2 separate regions of the Danio rerio genome follow, and region 1 is linked to region 2. Evidence: chromatin contacts called from public Hi-C data. All regions are on one chromosome and are shown on one strand. Each heading gives the region's core, a stretch centred on a gene start, on an enhancer-like site or on the middle of the called end of the contact. The rest is flanking DNA. Distances are from core to core; before and after follow the strand shown.

Region 1 (4,543 bases), core at 574-3,073, 260 kb before region 2:
GTACATCTTAGAAAAGAGATAAGAGGTAATCGTTGAAGACAAGATAAGAAGCAAACAGAAACAAAGTGATGGATATTTGAGAAAACAATAAATAAGGGACAGATGGAAGAAACGTAAATGAGACTAAATGAGAAACAACCTACTAGCGAATAAAAGCAAGATAAGCAGAGACAAGATAAAATATGAGAGAAACTGAGAACTTACACCACCAGACAAGACAATTAGATGAAGGTGTAGCAAAATAGCTGATAAAGACAGGAGATGAGAGAAAGAGTACAGAAAAAGATAAAAGTGAGGTGAGAAAACACAAGAACGGAATAGTTGAAGCAAGGTTTCAAGACAAGAGTGAACTATTAAAGACAAGATCAGAAGCAAGCAGAGATTGAAAGATATATGAACGAAATAAACTAAAAGGAGAAAGAGGAAATAAATTGAAATGAGATAAATGAGAATGAACCAACAAGAGACAAGAAACAAACAAGCTAAGAGACTAGATAAAATCAGAGAGAGAGAGAGAGAGAGATAGGACAGATGAAAAGGATAGTTCACCCCAAAAAAAATTATTTACTTGGTTCCAAATGCTTTAGAGTAGGGTTGGTTTAGTAGACAATGCCATCGTCCATCAAACATCATGTGACCAGACACACATACAGACACAGTCATGCTCTGAGTTCCAGCAATCAGCGGGCTCACTGAGCACAAAAACCCAGAGAGCAGTGCATATCGGACAGTTTATCAAGGATCAACCACTGGATCGTGTCTCACTATATTTGTTTAATGTGATATTTAATTAATCTTTTCTTTATCTTACGACTCTTTGGTCTTTTGAGTCTATCAGGTAAAGCATCACAGAATCAGTACACTGCTTCAATCTTTCGCTTTCACGCTTGTACTTAGTCATTTTAGCGAAAACCTCAGATATTGTTGGTTGGTAGCTGTTGGTTGTGCACCTTTTTACCAACCAAGTTTGTCGACGCCATTATAACGATACAGATCACTCTGCCTGTTCATGCCAGAGTACTGCAGAAAAGTGAATGACAGGTGGTAATTTGTGTGTAACTTATCTTTATTTATTTATGATTTGGTTATGGGTAAAACAAAAACCATGCGGGTCAGGTAGTTGAAACGGTAGGCAACAAATAATTAATTTGTTGTAAATTAATCAATTATTTATAAGCTGCCTACAACGATGATGCCATCGTCCATCTCAATGTTTCACATTAGACATCATACAATGCCAAATTGGACGACATTGCCCAACCCTACTTTTTTCTGTTCAACATGTTCTGAAGAAAGCTAAAAACCTGTAAATATGGACCTCCATAGAAGGAATACCAAATACTATGGATGTCAATGGTCACAGCTTGATAGTTTTGTTAAAAAATATTTCCTTTAATTTGCAACAGAAGAAAGAAACTCATAAAGGTTTGAAACAGGTAAGTAAATTATAACAAAATATTTAATTTTGAGCAAACTACCCCTTTAAGAAGAGATGAAAGGAGTTAAACACAGAGAAATACAGAAGAGGAGACGAAATGAGAGTAGAGGCTTCATCAGCTCATCGCTCATGTCAACAGGGAAGGCAGGACTTTAATCAGCACCAGATGATCAGCAGCCTAAAACGGCCAAGAGTGGACTGAGGAAGAAAGAGAGAGCGGGGAGCGAGCGAACACTAGCGAGAGAGAAAGAAAGGAAAGGATCCCTCCTTTTCCTCGACTAGACCTCCAAAAGGAACAAGCCAGCCCGTTTTCCCAGGAGCCCTGCGGATGTAGACGCTTTCTCCTGAAGTCACCACCTGAGAATGTCTGAGACCACGGCCCACACGGCACCTCGCGTGCGAAGGGAGCTGTGTGAGTGTGTTTGTGTGTCTGCTGCAGACGCAGAGGCCCAACACTGCACCTATGCCAGACGAGGAGAGCGAGAGAACTAGCCCTTTCCAACCAAACCACAGAGCCACAGAGTCTGGCAGTGGCTCCCGGCCAACAGAATAAGCGGAAGGAGGGTGAGAGTAGTGTAAAACAATGGACGAAGGCATAAAAACAGACTGTGTGTACTAGGAGACGGGGGAAAGGTGCTTGGGTGTGCGTTGGGGTTTGGGTGGGTGTGTTGATGGTTGTGTGAGCATGTGCTTGTGTTTACAAGCACTGTAAAACCCGACGCTAAGGCCAATGTTTTGATAGAAAAAAAGCTGTTAATTGCACATTTGGACAGTCATGCAGATGACTTAAAAGTTTCAGTTCTTATTCTTTTAAACAGAAGGTACAGAATGTCCTGTAATCAGACACAATGCAATTGGTTTCAATTGAAAATGTGAACGTGACCAATCAATAGATATTTTGTTTGGTTTTAAAAGGCAGTATTTTAGATCAGATTTCATTTTGAACAGGACTACTTGTAAGATAGTAGTCAAATTATCTGTGCTATCTAAAAAGGATATATCCCAATTCCAAAGGCACTTAGAAGTGAAAACAAAAATGACCACCATATTGAAGTGTAGTTCCAAACCAAAGTGTTTAAAACTGGCCACTTCGCTTTTCAGAATGAGGGATTTTGAAGGGTACAACTGATGGACACTTCAGGAGTTCATGATGCTTATTTTTTTTGGTCAATATTTATAACAATGAACATACAAAGGTAATAACAGAAAAAGAGGAGGCTACAGTAATGAAATGATAAAATAAAAGATATGACGCATCCATTTTCGCAGGAGAAAGGGCACAATAACTTCAAGGGTCAAGAATGACATTCATTTTTAAATTTAGGTGCAAATAGAAACAAATTACTCAAAAAAATAAGTTTAAGGCTTTAAAATAATGTTTTTTTTCATTGTATTATTTCTTGTTTCTTTTGATGTGTAAAGGCCACTGACCATTTTTATCTTAAAATGTGCAAAACGTAAGGAAGTTGACAGAATGACTATTTGGCTTTACAAATAAATGCAAGTATAGTATTTTTCTAGGTAAGTAATGTATTATTTTGAACAAAGTTATAAATAAAAACTTAAAGTTCTAAATACAATAATCAAAAATAAATGACAATTGAAAATACCCACAAACTTACTGTACACACAGGCTAAACACGAACATGAAAAAAATATCCTCAATTTGTATTTATTATTCTGGTTGTTTTTGTTTTTTTAACTAAATTCATAGTTTCCATTCCTTAATGATCTGCTTTTTTAAGAATATTATTTATAATTAAATGTAGTCCTTTCTTTAAAATTCTAGTGTTGTATTAAAACATGATCTACCAACACTATCTCACGGCAAATCGTAACTTTTTAATTTTAGTATAAATTAGTACGATCTCATTCATACAATTTAGTACGATTTCATCCCCCAATGAGGTTGGGTTTAGGGGCGGAGTTGCCACGCCTCCTTTATTAAAATTGTACATTTTCGTACAACTTAATTAGTACGAATTAGACACCAAACTGACAAAGTAAAAATAGTTATGCTTTCTCATTAGATCTGGCTGGATCTAATGTCTCATCTTTTCCACAGTATTCACAAGCTCCATTTCTGTGCTTTTCAATCAAGTATAAAGCGCCATTTAAACCTTTGTGCCTATTTCTTATAACTGTAATAACCCTCTCCTCTTTTCTATTCTGACCCCCAGATCTTATTTTGCCCACAAGTAGATTGTTTTTAAACAGATATCTCCCTTTACTTACCTCGTTTCACTGATTTGCCACATCTTCATGTTTTGTTCGTTAATAGCCACCTTAGCTTCTGACTTGCTAATATTTATGTGTATTTGTATTTGCTGCTTTTTCAATTCCAATATGTGTAGGGACCCATACCATCCTAACAATTAACTCTATTTGATTCATTCTGAACAACGGATGCAGTATTTTAAATAGTAAATCCTCTCTACAGCTGGAATGGCAATAATGTAAACTCATTACTACTGCACTTGAATCCGATGCAATCACCACTCTGTGGTCTACTCTCCTCTACCCATTGCAAAGCAATAATCATGGCTATCTTTTCACATGCATATACAGATATGTCATTCGTTAGTCGCTTTCCACACTCCACATTAAACTCAGGGATTGCTATTGCTGCTGTTAGTCTCCCTGTTAAGGGATTTTAGATTCAGTATAGATTTGTAGGGGTCCATAATAATTCGTTTTCACATATATGAATTAATGACCTGATTATTTTCTCCATTTTCATCTCTCATTTTCCTGTTCTTCTGGAGTTTTATCTGGCGATTGGCAAACTAAATTAACCAACTTATTTTCTGCTACTGACTGGACTGGACTATGGAGTGCAACTTGCTTAGAAACTAAATGTCATTCAAATAGCTAAAAAGAAAAATCATCATTTACCCCATATCCACTGGCATCCAAAATCTCTTTAAGAGATACAGTAGGCCCTCAAAAATGTTCACTACTTAATTCTGTACATTCTATTAATATGTGGGATACTGTTTCTGGGAGACCACAGCTTTCACAGTCACCATTTACATACTTTCGGATTTAAAACTAGCATTGATTAAGTGAAGAGTGAGCAATTCAAAATTTAATAACATCCTTTTT
Region 2 (3,963 bases), core at 1,385-3,884:
GTCAATTTGTTCATCAGGGATCGCAACAGCGGAATGAACCGCCAACTTATTTAGCATATGTTTTACACAGCAGATGCAAACCAGTACTTGGAAACATTTATACACACTCATAGCACATGTCTTTGGACTGTGCGGGAAACCGGAGCACCTGGAGGAAATCCACACCAACACTGGGAGAACATGCAAACTCCACACAGAAATGTCAACTGACCCAGGTGGGACTCGAACCATCTGCCTTTCTGATGTGAGGTGACAGTGTTACCCACTGAGCCACCGTGTCGCCGCAATATCGTATAATAAAATGTATTTTTTTTATTTATATTTTAGTGTATATTAAGCAAATACAGTTTTCCATAAATATTTATAAACATATTATTTTGTTACTATGTATTATTTTTATAGACTTGATGGTAACACTTTACAATAAGGTTGTATTATTTAGTTAATAACTAATGAACAATACATTTAATGCTGTATTTATTCATCTTTGTTAATGTTAGTAAATGAAAATGTTCTCTCACAGTGCATTAACTAATGTTAAAAAGCATACTGTTTTGGTTTAAATAATGCATTAGTAAATATTAAACTGTTTAACAAATGCTGTACAAGCATTGTTCAATACTTATGATAACATATTTACATTAGTAATTAGCATTAGCTAACATTAACTAAGGAAGCTTTGCAAAGTGTGACCTACTTTATAATTTAATATAGGCCTACATACAGGTTTTAATTTTTATATACTTTATGCCTTATTTTCATATTTTAAAAATCCCATTGTTATATATAAATATTAAGAATTAATAATATTTAATATTAGTATTTAATATTAATATACATATTTTACCTGAAGAAATTATTGATTTTTTTTTTTTTATTATTTAATGCATGCTTTAGTTATGTTACTAGTAGTTATAACATTTAAGTCTATAATAAAATATTTTCTGGCGGTTCATTCCACTGTGGCGACCCCGTAATTATAAAGGGACCAAGCCGAAAAATAAAATAAATGAATGGATGAATAAAATATTCATTCATTCATTTTCTTTTTGGCTTAGTCCCTTAATTAATCTAGGGTTGATTTAAGTTCATGTTCACTGTTTTTAGAGTGAATGTTTACAGGAGGGCTGGATGAGACTCTGTTAGACAGAGAGAATGAAAGAGAGAGAGAGGTGCTGTTTTAGAGCTCTGCTATAAACAGATTGTAATGGGTGGTCTGTGTTTTTGTGCACACACTGCTTCCTCAAGCTCCACTGTTTTTCTCCCGAACGCAGTGATGTTAAAATGTGAAGCAGTGTTGACCTCTGTTGGTCAAGAAGTAAACTGCATGTTCTGCACCAATACCAGTGTTTCTATGGGAAGGGTATAAACAAAGGTTGGAGCCAGCTCCAAATGGGCTGGTCCGATCTAAGTGGATGGGACTTGAGCTCCATGTGGGCTGTACAAACCTCCTGGAGTTTTCATTTATTTAATGTCTTGAATATGACACAAAGTCCAACCTGTTGTGTTTTACTAACGTCTACCCCAACCCTCACAGTAACCTATTGTGTTTTACTAACATCTACACCTCAACCCTTAAACCAACCTTATAGTAACCTTGTTTTTATTTATTTAATTCAACACCTATACCAAACCCAACCTCACAGTAACCTATTGTCTTTTTTTACGTCTAGTTACCAAAACACAAAACCCTACATGACTTCAACTGCAAAGTAGAGCAAACAGCAGACAAACTGACAGATTTTGTTTTAAGAACAACAAATAATAACTTGACTTCTAGTTGATCATTTGGTATCAGAAGTGGATTAAATGAAAGGCAAAAGCGTCTATATTATGATTATTTATGTACAGTATCGAATATAAAGTCATGGTGCAGTTGAAAAAGAATTAATATTATGACTCCCATGAGCTTGAAAAACTGCATCTATACATACTCAAATAACTTAATTAATAAAGTCATCTGGAATGACAAAGAAAGCGTTCTTGCAGGACTCCCAGAGTTCATTAAGATCCTTTGGATTCATCTTCAATGCCTCCTCCATCTTACCCCCCACATGCTCAATAATGTTTATCTCTGGTGACTGGACTGGCCAATCCTGGAGCAACTTGACATTCTTTGCTTTCAGGAACTTTAATGTGGAGGCTGAAGTATGAGAAGGGACGCTATCCTGCTGAAGAATTTGCCCTCTCCTGTGGTTTGTATTGTAATGGGCAGCACAAATGTCTTGATACCTCAGGCTGTTGATGTTGCCATCCACTTTGCAAATCTCTCGCACACCCAATGCTAAATGTAACCCCAAACCATGATTTTTCCTTCACCAAAATTTACTGATTTTTGTGAGAATCTTGAGTCCATGCGGGTTCCAATAGGTCCTCTGCAGTATTTGTGATAATTAGGATGCAGCTCAACAGATGATTCATCAGAAAATATATATACTTTCTGTCAATTTCCCAAATGATCAACTGGGATCAATGACAAGACTTTTAGCAAAGACAAGACAGGTAGCATAGATAGATAGATAAATAGATAGATGGATGGATGGATGGATGGATGGATGGATGGATGGATGGATGGATAGATAGATAGATAGATAGATAGATAGATAGATAGATAGATAGATAGATAGATAGATAGATAGATAGATAGATAGATAGATAGATAGATAGATAGATAGATAGATAGATAGATAGATAGATAGATAGATAGATAGATAGAAATGAACAGAAAGAAATATACAAATATACGAACAGACAAACAGAATAGAATAAAACGATTGGATGGAAATGAATTGACCCTCCTGTAATCCAGGATTACAGTGTGATGTGTGTTAGTCGTGCTGCACATCTCCTGCTGTGTTTACTGCCAGATGAAGTGTTTTAATCCAGCAAACAGCACAAATCACTCCTGTGACTCAAGAATGACCGTCTCACTCACAACACTGAATCCTGATGACAGAGCATCTACAACCGTGAGTATCTATCTATCTATCTATCTATCTATCTATCTATCTATCTATCTATCTATCTATCTATCTATCTATCTATCTATCTATCTATCTATCTATCTATCTATCTATCTATCTATCTATCTATCTACCTACCTACCTACCTACCTACCTACCTACCTATCTTTATCTATCTATCTATCTATCTATCTATCTATCTATCTATCTATCTATCTATCTATCTATCTATCTATCTATCTATCTATCTCAATTCATGTTTGTTTCTATAGCACTTTTGCAATGTAGATTGTGTCAAAGCATCTTAACATAGAAGTTGTAGTAAATTGAAGTTCAGTTTAGTTCAATTCAGTGTGGTATAATTTCACTGCTGAAAGTCCAAACACTGAAGAGCAAATCCATTGATGTGCAGCTCCACAAGTCCCAAACCAGTGGTGAAAGTGGCGAGGAACAAACTTCACTAATTGACGAAAGTGAAGGAAAAAAATTGAGAGAAACCAGGCTCACAACCAAATCTCCTCCGGTCAAACTTTCTGCTCAGAGCTGCAGTCTAGGTGCCGGAGGCTGGAGAACGCTGGACGTCCATCGTTGAGAAGCTGCAGATGTGAGTAGTATCTGTCTGTCTTTTTGTTCATATCCATCTATATATCTTTCTTTTTTCTATCTGTCTGTCAGTCAGTCTTTTTGAATGTTTTATAATGACATTCCCTGTATTTAACATTGTTCATAAATTCCTTCATAATTTTTTAAAAATAAGCAAGGAAATACTATAGACTTTACAAAACAAAAACCATGTAATGGACCAACAAGACTGTTTCAGGTCAGAGCTGTAGTTTATATCAGAGGTACTGATGAAACTCAACCCTACTTCAGCAGATACTTGAACGGTTACATGATCTGAGGGGCTCAGGTGAACAGCGGCGGCCCACCTCGTCTCACCGTCCAAAATCTGCAGACGAGTAAAACAAGTTAGGTCAATCCTATCATGACTTAGTGACAT

What was found. A called contact is a pair of places that touch in the nucleus more often than the background predicts.
Region 1: a contact with region 2 is called in a Hi-C map of embryo, with 2.5 times the contacts expected there. The contact joins the enhancer-like site here to the promoter of LOC100151486 in region 2. A contact is called at or near these places in 2 of 18 Hi-C or Micro-C datasets (caudal fin and embryo) and 1 of 4 datasets of contacts at active chromatin or transcription factors (caudal fin).

Annotation. Positions count from the first base shown.
Region 1 is chr22:12,893,226-12,897,768 of GRCz12tu, reverse strand. It overlaps LOC141380185 (a long non-coding RNA gene), which reads left to right. Exons shown (of 8, transcript XR_012397804.1): 8 at 1-2,956. Among named protein-coding and RNA genes, the nearest start is that of ahr2, 36 kb to the right of the region's middle. Within about 2 kb of position 1,823, at least 17 of the 62 cell types and tissues checked have an H3K27ac peak or open chromatin away from gene starts, as enhancers often do. A contact at or near this core is called in caudal fin, where this site is marked.
Region 2 is chr22:12,633,959-12,637,921 of GRCz12tu, reverse strand. LOC100151486 reads left to right here and starts at 2,634. Exons shown (of 5, transcript XM_073937417.1): 1 at 2,634-2,969; 2 at 3,376-3,567.